Regions from separate parts of the Sus scrofa genome. Here region 2 is linked to region 1. The links are chromatin contacts, called in public promoter capture Hi-C maps. All regions are on one chromosome and are shown on one strand. The core of a region is the stretch at or near the end of the contact, and the rest is flanking DNA. Distances in the headings are between cores, read along the strand shown. Region 1 holds the start of INTS6L (integrator complex subunit 6-like). Region 2 holds the start of FHL1 (four and a half LIM domains 1).

What was found. Promoter capture Hi-C pulls out the DNA fragments that hold promoters and counts their contacts.
Region 2: a promoter capture Hi-C map of liver shows a contact between it and region 1, with 4 times the contacts expected there. The contact joins the promoter of FHL1 here to the promoter of INTS6L in region 1. A contact is called at or near these places in 1 of 5 promoter capture datasets (liver) and 1 of 2 datasets of contacts at active chromatin or transcription factors (alveolar macrophages).

Annotation. Positions count from the first base shown.
Region 1 is chrX:111,010,037-111,016,905 of Sscrofa11.1, reverse strand. It overlaps INTS6L (integrator complex subunit 6-like), which reads right to left and starts at 5,046. Exons shown (of 18, transcript XM_021080861.1): 1 at 4,535-5,046; 2 at 4,318-4,395. The coding sequence starts at 4,645.
Region 2 is chrX:111,352,906-111,359,782 of Sscrofa11.1, reverse strand. It overlaps FHL1 (four and a half LIM domains 1), which reads right to left and starts at 3,545. Exons shown (of 6, transcript NM_214375.1): 1 at 3,206-3,545. The coding sequence starts at 3,227.

The DNA.
Region 1 (6,869 bases), core at 3,797-6,296:
GCTGCCTTTTGCTGACACATGTGGACAAAAGCAGGCCGACAGCAGTAAGCAAGGATGACTGCAGGATGTGAAAAAGCAACTCTTGGAACTCCCATCGTGGCTCAGCCGAAATGAATCTGACTAGGAACCATGAGGTTTCGGGTTCGATCCCTGGCCTCGATCAGTGGGTTGAGGATCCAGCATTGCTGTGGCTGTGGTGTAGGCCGGCAGCTATAGCTCTGATTTGACCCCTAGCCTGGGAACCTCCATATGCCGTGGGAGTGGCCATAAAAAGCAAAAAAAAAAAAAGTAACTCTCAAGGGAAATTTTCACTTTTTCAAATGCTCTCTGTTTCCAATTACAGACTTGGGATATTTCTTTGAAACACCCCTTCCTATTTATTTTTTTTTTTAAAAAGGCCACAATTTACACATGTGTTTTGGCTATTTTTGGGGAAATGAATTTTTCCCAGAAAAAATTTTTGTGGGAAAATGAATTTTTATGTTTTTCTTCAAAAGTTTTCCTTCAATAAAAAAGAAATAATTTTAAGAAAGTAGCTTCAAACATCAAACTATTGTGAATCTTATTATATATCCAGCCTCGTGGCTCACTTTCTTCTTGGTGCCCTTAACTTGCTCAAAGTTAGTAGTAGTGACAAGCTTACCTCTGCTATTCACTGAATAAAAGGAAATTATGACTCATAGCAAAACAAAACACACAAGACAGCAGAACCTCGGCCAAAACTACTAAGAACTATTATACCAAAAAAAAAAAAACCCACAAAAAACCATGTATTAGTCTCATAAGGATACACTGGAAATTTTAAAATATTTAACAGCTTCTCCTAGCTGTGTACACTAAAGATACCATTGTATAAATGTAGTGTTAACACTTGTGACACTATGTATAAAACCTGTCTTCAGAGCCACACTTGAAACATATGTAGCACAAAATACTTGCATTTTTGTATGCTTTGTATATGGTTCCCCAAAATCAAACTTAATTCCATCCATGTCAAGCTGACTGCAAATAACAGGTATGACTAATTTTAAAAGCGCACAGAGCCATGTCCTAAGGGGTATGCAGCAAGAAGCTACTAAGTCCTGGGTTAAATACTGTATTCACATACTCCACAGTACACTTGAGTGAAAAATTCCAGTCCCCGTAACTTTTCACAACAAGATTTATTGTCCGAGCTTGTAAGTGGATATACTGGGAATTGTTCCACGCCTATTAGGAAAAAAAAAAAAAAAAAAAAAAAAAAAAAAAAAAAAAAAAAAAAAACCTCCCAACCAAATGCACAGCTCGAGCCTGTTACAACACCAATAGAACTGAATCGTCTACTAGGGAGAAAAAAAATTTTGGTTTTGCAGCGTTTAGAGTCGGATATAACCAAGACCCTGAGAAATAAGTAAGCAGTTACTTTGAGAAGAGATAAACAATGGCCCTCTAACCGTAGAGAACTGAAAAATGCACTTCATGTTATTCTGCAGAGGAGTAAGTTACAAATAAAACCCTATCTAACATCACTTTGCTGAAAGGACCTCAGGCTCCTAGTGAAGAATGCAGTTTTAAGTAGGAACTAAGACGCCTGCTGACAATCAAATAAAGACCTATTTGATAATCAGTGTGACAGAAAACAGACATTTATGGCTCCCAGCTATTAGCAAGTGAAAGATTAGACTAAATTTTAAGAAAAATTCACCAGATGTTCTAAAATTTCAGACCTTCCAAAATGGCTAGCTCCTAAACGCAAAAGAACAAATAGTTACCACATGCTGAGGGGAGGGTTGGGGTGGGCAGGAGGAAGGGACTGAGAGAGGCGCAAGAGAAAGAAAATGCTACGAAAATATGGCATATCATTAGCAATTCGGGTACAGAGAGCAAAATGACACGAATATCATTAAGATTGGGAACCATTTCCTGACACAGGTAGTTAGCATGTAAGATTAAAATGAAAAAACCTGAATGACTTTGGAAAAGCACAAAGAGCAAATAAGAAGATAACTAATGATTTTAATCAAAAGTATGATACAAAGTATCTTCCCATACCTGTGCTGCATAAGGGGAAAAAAAAAGATCAAACTCAACTTGGAGGAATGTTTTTTACTTTAGGAAAAAATGTGGTATACAAGATGGCTAGATAAAAAGAGCTACCAGATAAAATTTCCACTAAAAACAAAATCCAACTTTTCCCCTCTCTTCACAGAACTATCTGGAGCCTCAAAAAATACCATGGATAAGCTGCACGGCCACTAAAAATTTTAAGTATGAGGACTATGTGGCAACACGGAATAATTCATAGAACAAAATAGGTGGAAAAGGCAGAACTGAAAGTAGTGTGTACACTACGATGACAATGCTAGGTAGAAAGCTGCAATGATTAGATGGCTGTAAATATTTCCATGAAAGTTTTATAGATCAAAAGTCGTTTTTCAACGACTAGTCTTAGCATTCAGGAAAATGTTAAATAATTTATTCCTTTAAAGAAAAAAAACAAAGCACGCTGCTTTGTAGTATATTCTTTTTACTACTTCAAACTAAAGAGGATTTCAAATGGCCACACTACAAACGGTGGGTTCTTATCTGTCTTAGTCCTCAAAGGGTGTAGACTTTCAGACTTAGGATGGACAAACATCTGCTTTTCTATGTGGGAAAAAAAAAAATGGTCACACCCTGTAGGAAACTGACATGTTTAAAAAGCTTATGGCATTCTTAAAGATGTCTCCTTGCTCCATTTTTTTTTCTAACTAGATAAATCAAAAACTGAAAACAAACCAGAGAAACCAGAACGGTTTTAAGGGGAACCTACTAATCAAACTGTTAACTGAAGCTACGAGTTACAAAAGTAAAGCCTCTCTTTGGTTTTACTTCTGAAGGAACGCTCTCTTTAGCCAACTATTCAGTTTGGTAGGTTCCATTATTTTAAGCACTTCACTCGGCTAAAACGGATTACAACACTTCCAGCGCCTCCGCGGCACTATTAAGATCATTCTGAAGGACGGCATCTAGCAAAAGACGTCGCGGATTATGGTAATATATTTTTAAAATTTCAATATGCAAGCAGGACACTTGTGCAGGTTGATTTAATAGTCTGAGTTCTGCTTTATGGGGCTACTGCAAGCAAAGCAGTCCTTTATCTCCTCGCCATTAGGAACGTAAATTAACTACCCCACAGAGATGAAGTCCCCCCTACTTCCCTCTTGTAGGTCAGACCCCTGCAGATCAAGTCATCGAATCTGACTCTTTTACTAGCACGCAGCCAAGTCCTTCCCTTCCTTCCTTTCTTTTCCCTGGACAAATCCCTAGGTGACTAACACAAACCCAATGTCTGATGTAAATAGGTAGGCCAGGTCCCTAAAAAGCTCTGTCCCGGTGGGTTGCGACTCGGCATCTCCCCGCCCCGCCCCGTCGCGGCTCGGGTGGAATCGCCAATGAGACACTAACAGTAGCTAAGGTAACAGAGCCGGGCTTAACCGGACTCATTCTGGAGGAGAAGTGAAAAGAGTTTCTCCCGGTCGGGGGTTGGGAGGCTGGCTCCGCGGACGGATTTTCCATTGGGTGGGGTGGGTTAGCGACCACAGAAGCGCAAAAGCAGGAGTCTAATCTCTGAAGGCCGGCGGCCGGCTCTGCCACGCTCTCAGCAGGAAGGGGAGGGGAGCGGGAGGAAGGAGGGGGGAGGAGCCGCGGCGGAGGGCGGGAGGGGGGAGGAGGGGCCGGGGGAGGAGCCGCGGCGGAGGGCGGGAGGGGAGGGGCAGGGGAGGAGCCTGGGCTCCAGCGGGGGAGGAGCCGCGGCGGAGGGCGGGAGGGCCGGAGGGGGGCGGGGGAGGAGCCGGGACTCCAGGAAAACCCGCGCGCGGAGTCCGCCGCACCTCGGGGCGGAGTCGCCGGCTCCGCCCGGCCCCTCGGCTGCCGCCGCTCTCCGTGCGCCCCGAAGGGGCGGGCCCGCCCGCAGCCTCCCTCCGGGCCCTCCTTCCCCTCTCCTCCCTCCCCTCCCTCCTTTCCATCTCAGCAGCGCCCTCGGTCTCCCTCTCCGGCTCATACAAAAGCAAAATGTCCGCCATCTTCCGAGGCGGCTGCGCCCGTCGCCGCCACCGGCCGGGCTCCCCGGCGCTTTCTGCCCGGGACCGCCCTTCCCCCGCCCTCCTCCCCGACCCCCGGCGCCGCGGCTCCTCCGAAGCCGCGGAGGCACCACTCCTCCCGCCCTCGCCCCCACTCCGCCCCGCCCGCCCCGCCGGGCGACGCAGGACCGCCTCGGGCGGGGGCAGGAGGGCTCGGCTGGTCAGGCCGACCAGCTCCCGCTTCCCGCCCGGCCCACCCCCTGGATGGCCCCTTTACCTTGATGCAGTACGGGGGTTCGTCGTAGGTGACCAGCATGTACCTGTCTCCGCGGCTGGCCGGGTCCCGGGCGCGCAGCTGCGGGACGAGGGATGACGGAGGGGGCCGCGAAGGGAAGGAGGGAGGAGGGGGCGATAGCAACGTTACAGAAGCATCTAAATCCACCCCCCCCCATCCCTCGGGAACTCTCTCCATCGCTCCCCTCCCCTCCCTTTACCTTCAAGAATAACTCCACAGCGCCTTTGGCAATGTCCAAATAGGAGGTGCCCAGGTCAGTGCGCTGGTTCATAGAGGCGGACGTGTCTATGAGGAACAGCAGGATGGGCATCTTCCCCCGCACCCCTGGCTCCGCTCCCCACTCTCCTGGCCCTCTTGCCCTCACTGCCGCGTACTGCCACCCGAACCCTCAACTCTTGCAGAGCCAGGGTGCAGGGAGCAAGAGGAAGAGGGGGAGACGGGACGGGACGGATGGAACTGCTCCTGGCCTCCTCTTTTCTGCAGCCCCACCTCCTCTCCCTCCGGGGGAACTTGAAAGTGTGAGCGTGTGTAGCCCTCGGGGCCCTCCCCCTTCCTCTCTTCTGCCACCACTACTGCTGCCGCCGCCGCTGCCGCCGCCGCCGCCGCAGGGACTACTGCCCAAGCATCCACGCTCACTGAAGCGCTCGCCCCAGACTGAGAGCTGTCTCTGTTCACCGACACACAACTTCTGTCCGCTCACCTACCACGGGTACCATGTGACCAGAACCCACGCCATTGGCTGCCAATTATGTGGTATTTGCATATTCATTAGATGACAGGGCAAGGGGAGGGGTTTGGGCGAACCCTGGGAGTTGAAGTTTGAACCCAGGCAGGGGGTAAGGGGAAATGTTAAGGACCCTCCTTTAAAGGACTTGGAAGCTGTTAGGACACTTAGGGTGGTTTGAATGGATTTTTCTCTTGCTCTTCTTCAAAGACGATAATTCGAAAGGAAGAGTGAATTTGAGCAACAGTTGTGCAGAAGTACAGAAACCGAGGCTTGGACAGGCAGCCCAGAAAACGCTTTGGTAACTGCAATCGATCAATCCTGCCCGTGCTTTCGAGAAGCAGCAAACTTCTACTCGCGTTCCTTCATATCCCACTCCACTCGCGGTCAGTATTTCTAAGTCGGTTTCTGGCCCTGCATTCCACATATATCTACTTAGAAAGGAAACGAAAACTTAGACACGGTTACCTAAACTGGCCTTTTGTGTGCACATACTTCTTCGGTTTCATTGAGCACTTTGAAGTATTGGCCTGCCTGCAATAATTGGTCTGCACGGTCTTTACACATGGAAGGTTTGTCGCACTGGATTCTGATTCGACTCATTTATTAAGCACCTATGAAGTGTCAGCCACCCACCTTACTCTCATTTAGTCTTTGAAATAATTGTGATAGATGCCATTATATTCAATTTTCAGTAAGGGAAAGTGCAGCTCAGCGAGACGAGGCCAACACTGAGGGATGTTCTCAGATCTGGCTCTAGGGAGAGGCTCAATAAGTGGCCCACCCCGCTTGGCTGACTGCTTCAAGTAACATCAACTTTAAATAAGGGCGTGGGAGCTCCCTGGTGGCTCAACAGGTTGAGGATCCAGCGTTGTCACTGCTGTAGCTCTGGTTACTGTTGCGGCACAGGTTCAATCTCTGGCTCCAAACTTCCACATGCCGTGGGCCAGGCCATAAATAAAAAAGAAAGACCTGTGTATTCCTAGCAGTATGTTATACACAATGTGGAATCCTGAATGAGTTCACAACTTCACTTGATGTGTTCCCTGTAATATAATATATAATATATAAATTCAATAACATTTCTGTAAAAATAAGATTTCAGAAGAGGCCATACAGCAATATTTGAATCCGGGACAAACAAGTGATGCAAATAAAAAATGCAGTGCAAGCACTGGACCAAAGATCGAGACGTTCAGGAGGGTTCCTGGATGAGGCACTAAGCAGGAAGGGAGGGGTTCTGGATTGAAAGGAATGATGTGAACCGAAATTCAGCCAGAGGTGGACATGTGCCTGGCCCAAAGCAGGCCCGTCTGGTAGGAATAAATGGATGAAGAAGACACTCTAAGCCCCCATTTCCATTCTGATACAAATACTATGAGAGAAGGGCAATGCCAGCAAGGGCTAGGCGGCTAAAAGCACAGGACCGGCGATGGCCAGTGTGTTCCTTTTCTCCTGCTGTGTAACCAGTTACCACAAATCCAGCCATTAGAGCAACATACACATTGGTTACCTCACAGTTGCCGTGAGTCAGGGGTCCGGGCATGGTTAGCTCGATTCTCTGCTCAGTCCCCCAAGACTGCCATCAAGGTGTCAGCCAAGCTCTGGGTTTTTTTTTTTTTTTTTTAATTATAGTTGATTTACAATGTTCTGTCAATTTCTGCTGGACAGCAAAGTGACCCAATTATACATATGCATACACTTTTCTCATAATATTTTCCATTATGCTCCATCACAAGCGATTGGATGTCGTTCCCTGTGCTCTGCAGCAGGACCTCATTGCTTCTCCATCCAAATGCAAGTTGCATCT
Region 2 (6,877 bases), core at 2,296-4,795, 340 kb before region 1:
CCAGGGTGCGCCTGACCCCGCCGCTGCCAGCTCTGCAAGGACACCGGGCGCCACCCGCCCACCCCGGGCCTTGCCCGCGTGGCTCCCACAGTCCATACCTGCCGACTGACACCTGCAGATGTCACCACCATGATTAACCTTCTAAAACCTCTTTTCTTTTTTCTTACAAACAGTTTTTTTGGTTGCACCCACAGCATACAATGAAGAACCAGCGATGGAACCCAGGCCACGGCAGTGACAATGCCAGATCCTTTAACCGCCAGGCCACCAGGGGATTCCAAAACCTCTTTTCTTAAGAGCATTTTATAACAAAGACGTCTGTTGTAGAAAATCCAGAGGCAGCTCCTGCGACCCCGAGGTGCTGATGGGGAACTAACGGTCCTTCCTATACTTAGAATGCAGCTGGAAATGCGACTGCGTGATCAACTATTCGGTATTTATTCCAAGAGGATAGCTGGACCTTCTTGCCATGTCTGCTTCAAAAGACACATCATTCTTCACCTAATAAACAAGCTTCCTCTTTGAGAAAATTCCTGAACTATAGCCAGCACGCTGAGAGGGGCCTATGCAGACCTCAGTTATCTCCAAAATCGTTTTGGCTTTCGATTTAATCATGTACACATACAGGAAATACAATGTTACAACTTTTTTTTTTAAACTATAAACCTCATTAGAGAAGATCCAATTTGCATTTAATCATCTTGTTTCTGGTTTTGTATATATTCGCTCATGTTTTCCTGCTAATCTTCATTTCTCCCCGCCTGCCCAGATGGCTCAAAATAAAGACGATTTAAGGAAAAAGTGAATTATTACGACCAGGTAGCGTTTTTCTAACTGCATTTTCCCTGAGGGGTGTGATGTACAGTGTAAACAATGAGCAGTCGCTCAAATCGGGAAAAAATGCCCGTTACGTCTGGTCTGTTAATTGCTCAGTCCAACCCAGCAGTACATTAGTCACTCTGCGTATAGGTACTGGCTCCCAAGGAAAGGGTACACTGCTTTCCCGAGCACACTCAGCAGACAGAGAACCAAGCCTTGGCGGGGGAAGCCTCAGCGGGGGAAGGGGAGGCGCCCGACGGGCTGGGGATTGAACACCTAAGCGGCTGCCACGGGGCGGGCTCAGGAGACCCGCGAAAAGGGGCCGGTCAGAGAATTTCGCCGAACACCGCCAAGTGTTTTTCCCTTACAAACAGACCGTTGTTAACAACTTGCCTCCTACGCTGTGTTAGGAAAACACCGCAAGTCTCCTGCGGGCGGCTGGTGGCAGGTGACACTGGCCTCCGGGGTCCAAGCCCCGCCCCCGCCCCGCCCCGTCCAGGGCCGCTCGGTGCTGACACGGGGCGGGCCGAGCAGGGCACACACTGGCAGCAACATGTGTTTTCGGTTTCTCGGGCGAAGCGGCAGGCCGTCCGCTAGTGGTCACGGCAAGTACAAAGCCTTCAGTGTCACCCTCGCCCAAGTCTTCCGTTATTTTAGGACGCGGTCCCCCGGGATCGCGCCCCCAGCCCAGCACACCCCCCCACGCTGGCCCCCGCCAGGCCGGCCTCGACGTGAAGGGCCAAAGGGTAAAGGAAGGCCCTCTGTAGACAGTAAGGATCAAGGCTCGCCCTTGAAACATCCTCTCTGGATGCGGACGGCCCCTAAAAATGGATTCTGACCTATCCGATTCTGCAAGCCTCTACCCTGTCCACACAAAGTCCACTTCAGGGCACTTCTCTCTCATCTGCTCTCACGGACCTATTGAACCTAACGCGACACAAGATGCTAGCTCCTGATTTTAAAAATCACCTAGAAGGTGTCAGCAATTTGTCTAATTTCGTTACAGTTACAGCCTCCAGATTTATAGAAGAATAACGTCAGGATGTGGTATAGTTTCAAAATCCAAGGTTGGGCGTGTTATAAACATGTCACCTTTGAAACAGATTTCCTTATCCTGTCATTTAATTAGTAAATAAAACGGGCAGTTCCTCTACCAGTTAACCTGCGTCCAAGGTCCACTGGAACAACTGGTACAGCCGGCTAGTTTGTCTACACCCAGAGCTTGCGGACGTTGGCCGATTAGATTAGCACAGTCTCGGGCCTGTGGTGCCGAGCTGGTACAATGGCTCCCGGGTGGAGGAAGAGACAGCAGGCAGCTCGAGAGCCTTGGGAACAAGGAGGACAAGCGGACAGGCGGACCAAAGCAGCGCATCCCACGGCAGCACGCTTGGTTCAAACCCCGACAGAGAAATCTGACCCAGTACTGCCTTTATCTAAACAGCCCAGTACTGCCTTTATCTAAACAGCCACAGGCAACACTCAGTTCTCAAAACTGTTGTTTCCAAAAGACTGCCACTGAGAATGACATCGACCCTTCATCTGAAAGCTGAGAGATGGGCCGAAGTGCCTGGCTGCTAAGAAAGGGGACCGTTCCTTAGCAAGAGGGCCACAGAGCCACAGCGACAGTCCTGGCTTGGGAGGAGCGAGGCAGCAGGCTGAGCCCAGAGACCTGCCCGCCCTGCAGCCCTCGGGCCCCGTCCCCCGGGGGTCTGGTCCACGCCAGAGGCTTCCTCCACGTCAGGGCATCAAACGAGAGGGAGACTCTTGGGGCACCGACAGTCTAGAGGGTCCGCAGCTTTGCCCTGTTTTCTGATCAGAAGACTTGGGGGGCTACGTGTCACAGCCGAAGGCTCCCGGCTGTGTGTCCGGGAGGACCAGACACAGGGCCCTTCCGAGGAGAAGAGGGCCTTAGGGCAGCACGGACTTTGCGTTATCAGTCTTCCTTCTTGCAGCTCCATGTTCCACGGCTGACCTTTTCTAAACATTGAAATTCGGTTTAAAGCACTGTCAAGATGAAGATCTGTATCTTACAAATAACCCCCAAACTGCGAACAGTCACGACGAAAACCTCTTTCCTCACCCAATCGCTTCCAGCCTCCCAGACGTCCTGCCAAAGGGCTCTGGAGCAACGTGTTTACATGTTTTCAAGAAATAAGCTACTCGAGCTGTTGACTTTACCTGAACAAGATCTCTTTTGTCCCGGAAACAGCATTAGAGGGAGGCAAGGCCTGAGCAGAGAGGAGCTACGGCTCTGTTACTATTTAGACAGGACTGAAATCACGTCACCCAAAAATATCTCTTAAACAAAGGTCGGACGCGGGGCCCTCGGCACCCTGTGCTCCGAGAAGCCGGGGCCGCCCGGGGCCGCCGCCGCCGCCGCGTTTACCTGCATGTCTGTGGGAGGCCATGGCTCCGCCAGCGAGTCCCAAGCCGCACCTGGAGCCACTGTCCCCTGGGCCCGGCTGATAAGGCTGCGGCTCCGTTGTGAACATACATTTAAGGGGAAGCGGTGAACACGAAAATAACCGAGAGCAGATGGCCCACCCTCCCCAGAGATCGCAACCTTAATCCCACTCGAAAATTCTTAACCATTTTAGGTGATCCAAGGGAGAAGAATAGGACCCAGTAAAAATACCAAACACTACATATAAATACCTGTGGGGCTACTCAGCATCCAAATTAGCTCCAGAGCCAGAGAGGCCGCAGAGAAAGTGATCCCTGTACCGGAATAAAATTTGGACGCGGCCGTGGCATACCTCAACGCTGAGCCACCCCATTAATCTACTTTATACGCCCGATGAGCTCGCCCGCGGGCCCCGGAAGGACGCGAGTTTGTGCTGCTACTGGTCAAAGTAACTGTACGAGACAGACCGCCGGCGGCAGCGGGGGAAAGACGCACTGGACCCGAGGGCCACACAGGTCGAGGGCACGGCCCGTGTCCTCCTGGGTCTGTCCCGGAGGTTGGCAGGATCCTGAAAAGAGCACCCCTCCTGAGTGCCAGACAGGGCGGGCCCGGAGGGGCAGACACACGCACGCACCTGCTAGTACACGAGGAAGAGACCGTGTCCCACAAACGCAGCCCCTTGCTTTCCACTGTCAGGGACGATGAAAGCAGAAACGGGGACGGAAACACCGTGACCCCAACGGGCCATGCGATGGCTGGAGACGGGGCCCCAGGAGGAGCCGTGGGCGCCCCCGCCCGGGCCGTGCCCTGCGCCCTCCTCACCCGCCCCACCCCAGGGTACCCGCCCCCGGCAGCCGGGCCCTCCGCCCCGGGCCTCGCGCTGGCTCCTCTGCTTCCTCCAGGCTTGGCTTCAGGTCACTTTCTCGGGCCATCTTCCCCAGCCACCCCGCCGAACGCTGCCCCCACTGCCCCCAGCTTCCTCAGTGACTCCGTGTGGAAAAACCAAATTCCACAACTTGAAAAGGGTTTGCCAAGCCTCACATAAAAGTGAAACACAGTCCCACCCAGAACCCTACAAGTGGCTTCCGCCACTGAACATCAAGGAGTGTAGACAACCCTGACTCGGGGGCCAGGGCCATGCTTTCCTCGTCTTCTGTCCCCAGGCCTGGCCGGTGAGCCATACCCGCTTCAGCAACGGATGCCAGACTCTGAGGACGCCTGTGCCCTTCCACTGTCTCACGGGAAGTTATTCTAAAGACAGCCCGGACTGCCAGGAGCTCCCAGTTAGCAGAAGGTAACAGCACCCTCAAAGCCAGGATGCTACAGGCAGATTTATCACACAGTAGTGCCCCCAAAAAGCCCGGAGAGAGAAAGGCCTCTTTCCCAGCTGGGCTGACTGCGCGAGAGCAGGAGACTGGCCAGTATGAACAAGGCCTTGCTCCTAAAACAAATGAGACTTTGCACCCAGAGGAAAGGCTCCTATTTTATTAGATGCTTAACCCTGATAAACACTAAATTTTCCATTTAGTGAGGTAAACGCTGGGTTAGGGCCAAGGCGCTTTTAATGGCCCCCCTCGCAGGGCTGCAAACAACAAGCAGAGCGCGTGGCCTCGGGAGGTCTACTCCCAGCAAGCAGACGCGTCCCTTTAGCCAGCTGAGCACTGCGAAAGGTGACAACGGAATAGCAACGGGCTGGAGTTCCCAGGTGGCTCAATGGGTTAAGGATCCGGCATTGTCGCTGCAGCGGTTCGGGTCCCTGTTGTGACACCGGTTCAATCCCTGGCCCAGGAAATGTTTTAGCAAAAAGCCTAAGTCGATTTTGCCTAAAACCCAAGAGAAAACACAACAGACCTGCTTCCTGCCCATCAATTCATCAGTCACCTCTGACAGGCCAGTGTGAGCTGGGCCTCGGCATTTATTCGGTCGGTGACTTTCACCAACCAGGCCAACCGTGCCTTCGCAAAACTGTATGAGGTGTGGCCACGCCTGCTCTGACACCTGTCCCCACTGCCCATGTCCCCTCGTCACACAACTACACAAAAGCGAAACAGGGAAGACAGGTCCTCTGCCAGGTGAAAATCAGTTCTTCAGTAAGGAAAGCTGGCAGCTTTGCCCTGTCTTAGACCAGCGATTCGGTAACCCTGACAGTTCCTCAGCAGACGCCCAGTCACCGGTTTCATCAGCAGCTGAGCCACCTTCGTTACACATTAACAAAGGATGATGTGTGATGACATCCTTAGTAATCACTGCACTGTTTACAAAGCTCCTCATATACTCTGGGTGGCACCGGCCGAGGTTTGAGGAACAAATCTCTTTGGTGCCTGAAGGCCACGTTTCAGGCCTTCCAGCCTTTCGTGGCCCAGCGAACAGCAGGATGGTCCTTCCGTGAGTGCTGGGCGTCACAACTCCCAAGCCCCCTCGCGCACAAGACCTCCGAGGCCCACTGACCTCCGAGGGCAGCCAGGCATCCTGTCTCCAGCCACCCTGCACTTCCGCGTAACCTCCCCGTGGCTCCACCTGCAGACCGTACCCCCTATGTAGTCGCTCATTTTAGAAGAACACTCCTGGAGCAGATGTCCGCGGGGTGGTGCCAGGGCTTTTGCTGGTCCCAAGGAAGAGGAGCGTCCCTGCTTCACAGGAGGCTGAGATCAACATGCAGGTGACTCTGCCACGCGAGGAGCCGCCGCGAGCGCAGCAAGACAGATGTAAAGCAGATGTCATATCAGCTTTGGGGGATCAGACAGGACTTGATGGCTGTGATGACTGTGCCCTGGTCCCTGAAGGATGTGGGGTCTACAGCACACCAAGAAAAGCAGGGGTGTGTGTGAACAAGGGGATGAGAAAAGCAGGGCCCAGGCCAGAGGCCGGATGCAGCCCACACCCGGGGTGGGGGGCATAGGACAAGGCAGCAGGGGCAGGTAAAGCCACGTAGAAGGGACACACACACAGGAGGGGACCTCTCTGCAGCTGGGCAAGGGGAGCAAGACCCGAGTAAGGCAAGCCGTGAAGAAGACGGCCGGCAGCTCTCGGGAGAACGGAGTCCGGGGGCCAGGACGGAGCCTGGAAGGGAGCCGCGACTGTCCCACTGCGACGTCAGGGGCCACGGGCTGAACGAGCACAAGCAGGCGGGGGCAAGGAGAGGACAGGGGAGCCAGAAGGGACACGGCGGGGCAGACCGAGAGGGCGGCTGAGGTCTGGCTCAGTGCACCGGAGCGGGAGAGGCCGGGATTCTGGGTGATCGGGGAAGCGACGGGGGGGCCGCGGGGCCAGAGCTGGGTGGGGAGGCCTGGCGCGTTAGGGGGCGCTGTGCCACGGGGTTCGCATCTGAGATGTCAACAGCCAAGTGCCTTGAATGGGATGAGAGCCGTCAGGCCGAGAGCAATGGTGCTGACAGTGCGGCTCGGGTGGAACCCTGCTCGCACCCACGGGGACTCTGGTGCGGCCCTCGAACCCCAGAATCTCCACCTCCTGACCCCCACCACTGCCGGGGGCAGGGGGGCGCAGCCCAGGAGGCGAAGACGAACAGCGATCCAGACGGCAGGGCGGCCTCCACACGGGCTCACGGAAGAAGTGGCAACACGCCCTCAGATTACGTGCCCGGGGCAGGACCAGAGGCGAGAGGCTGACAGCAACCTGGAAGGGAGTCTTCGTGGC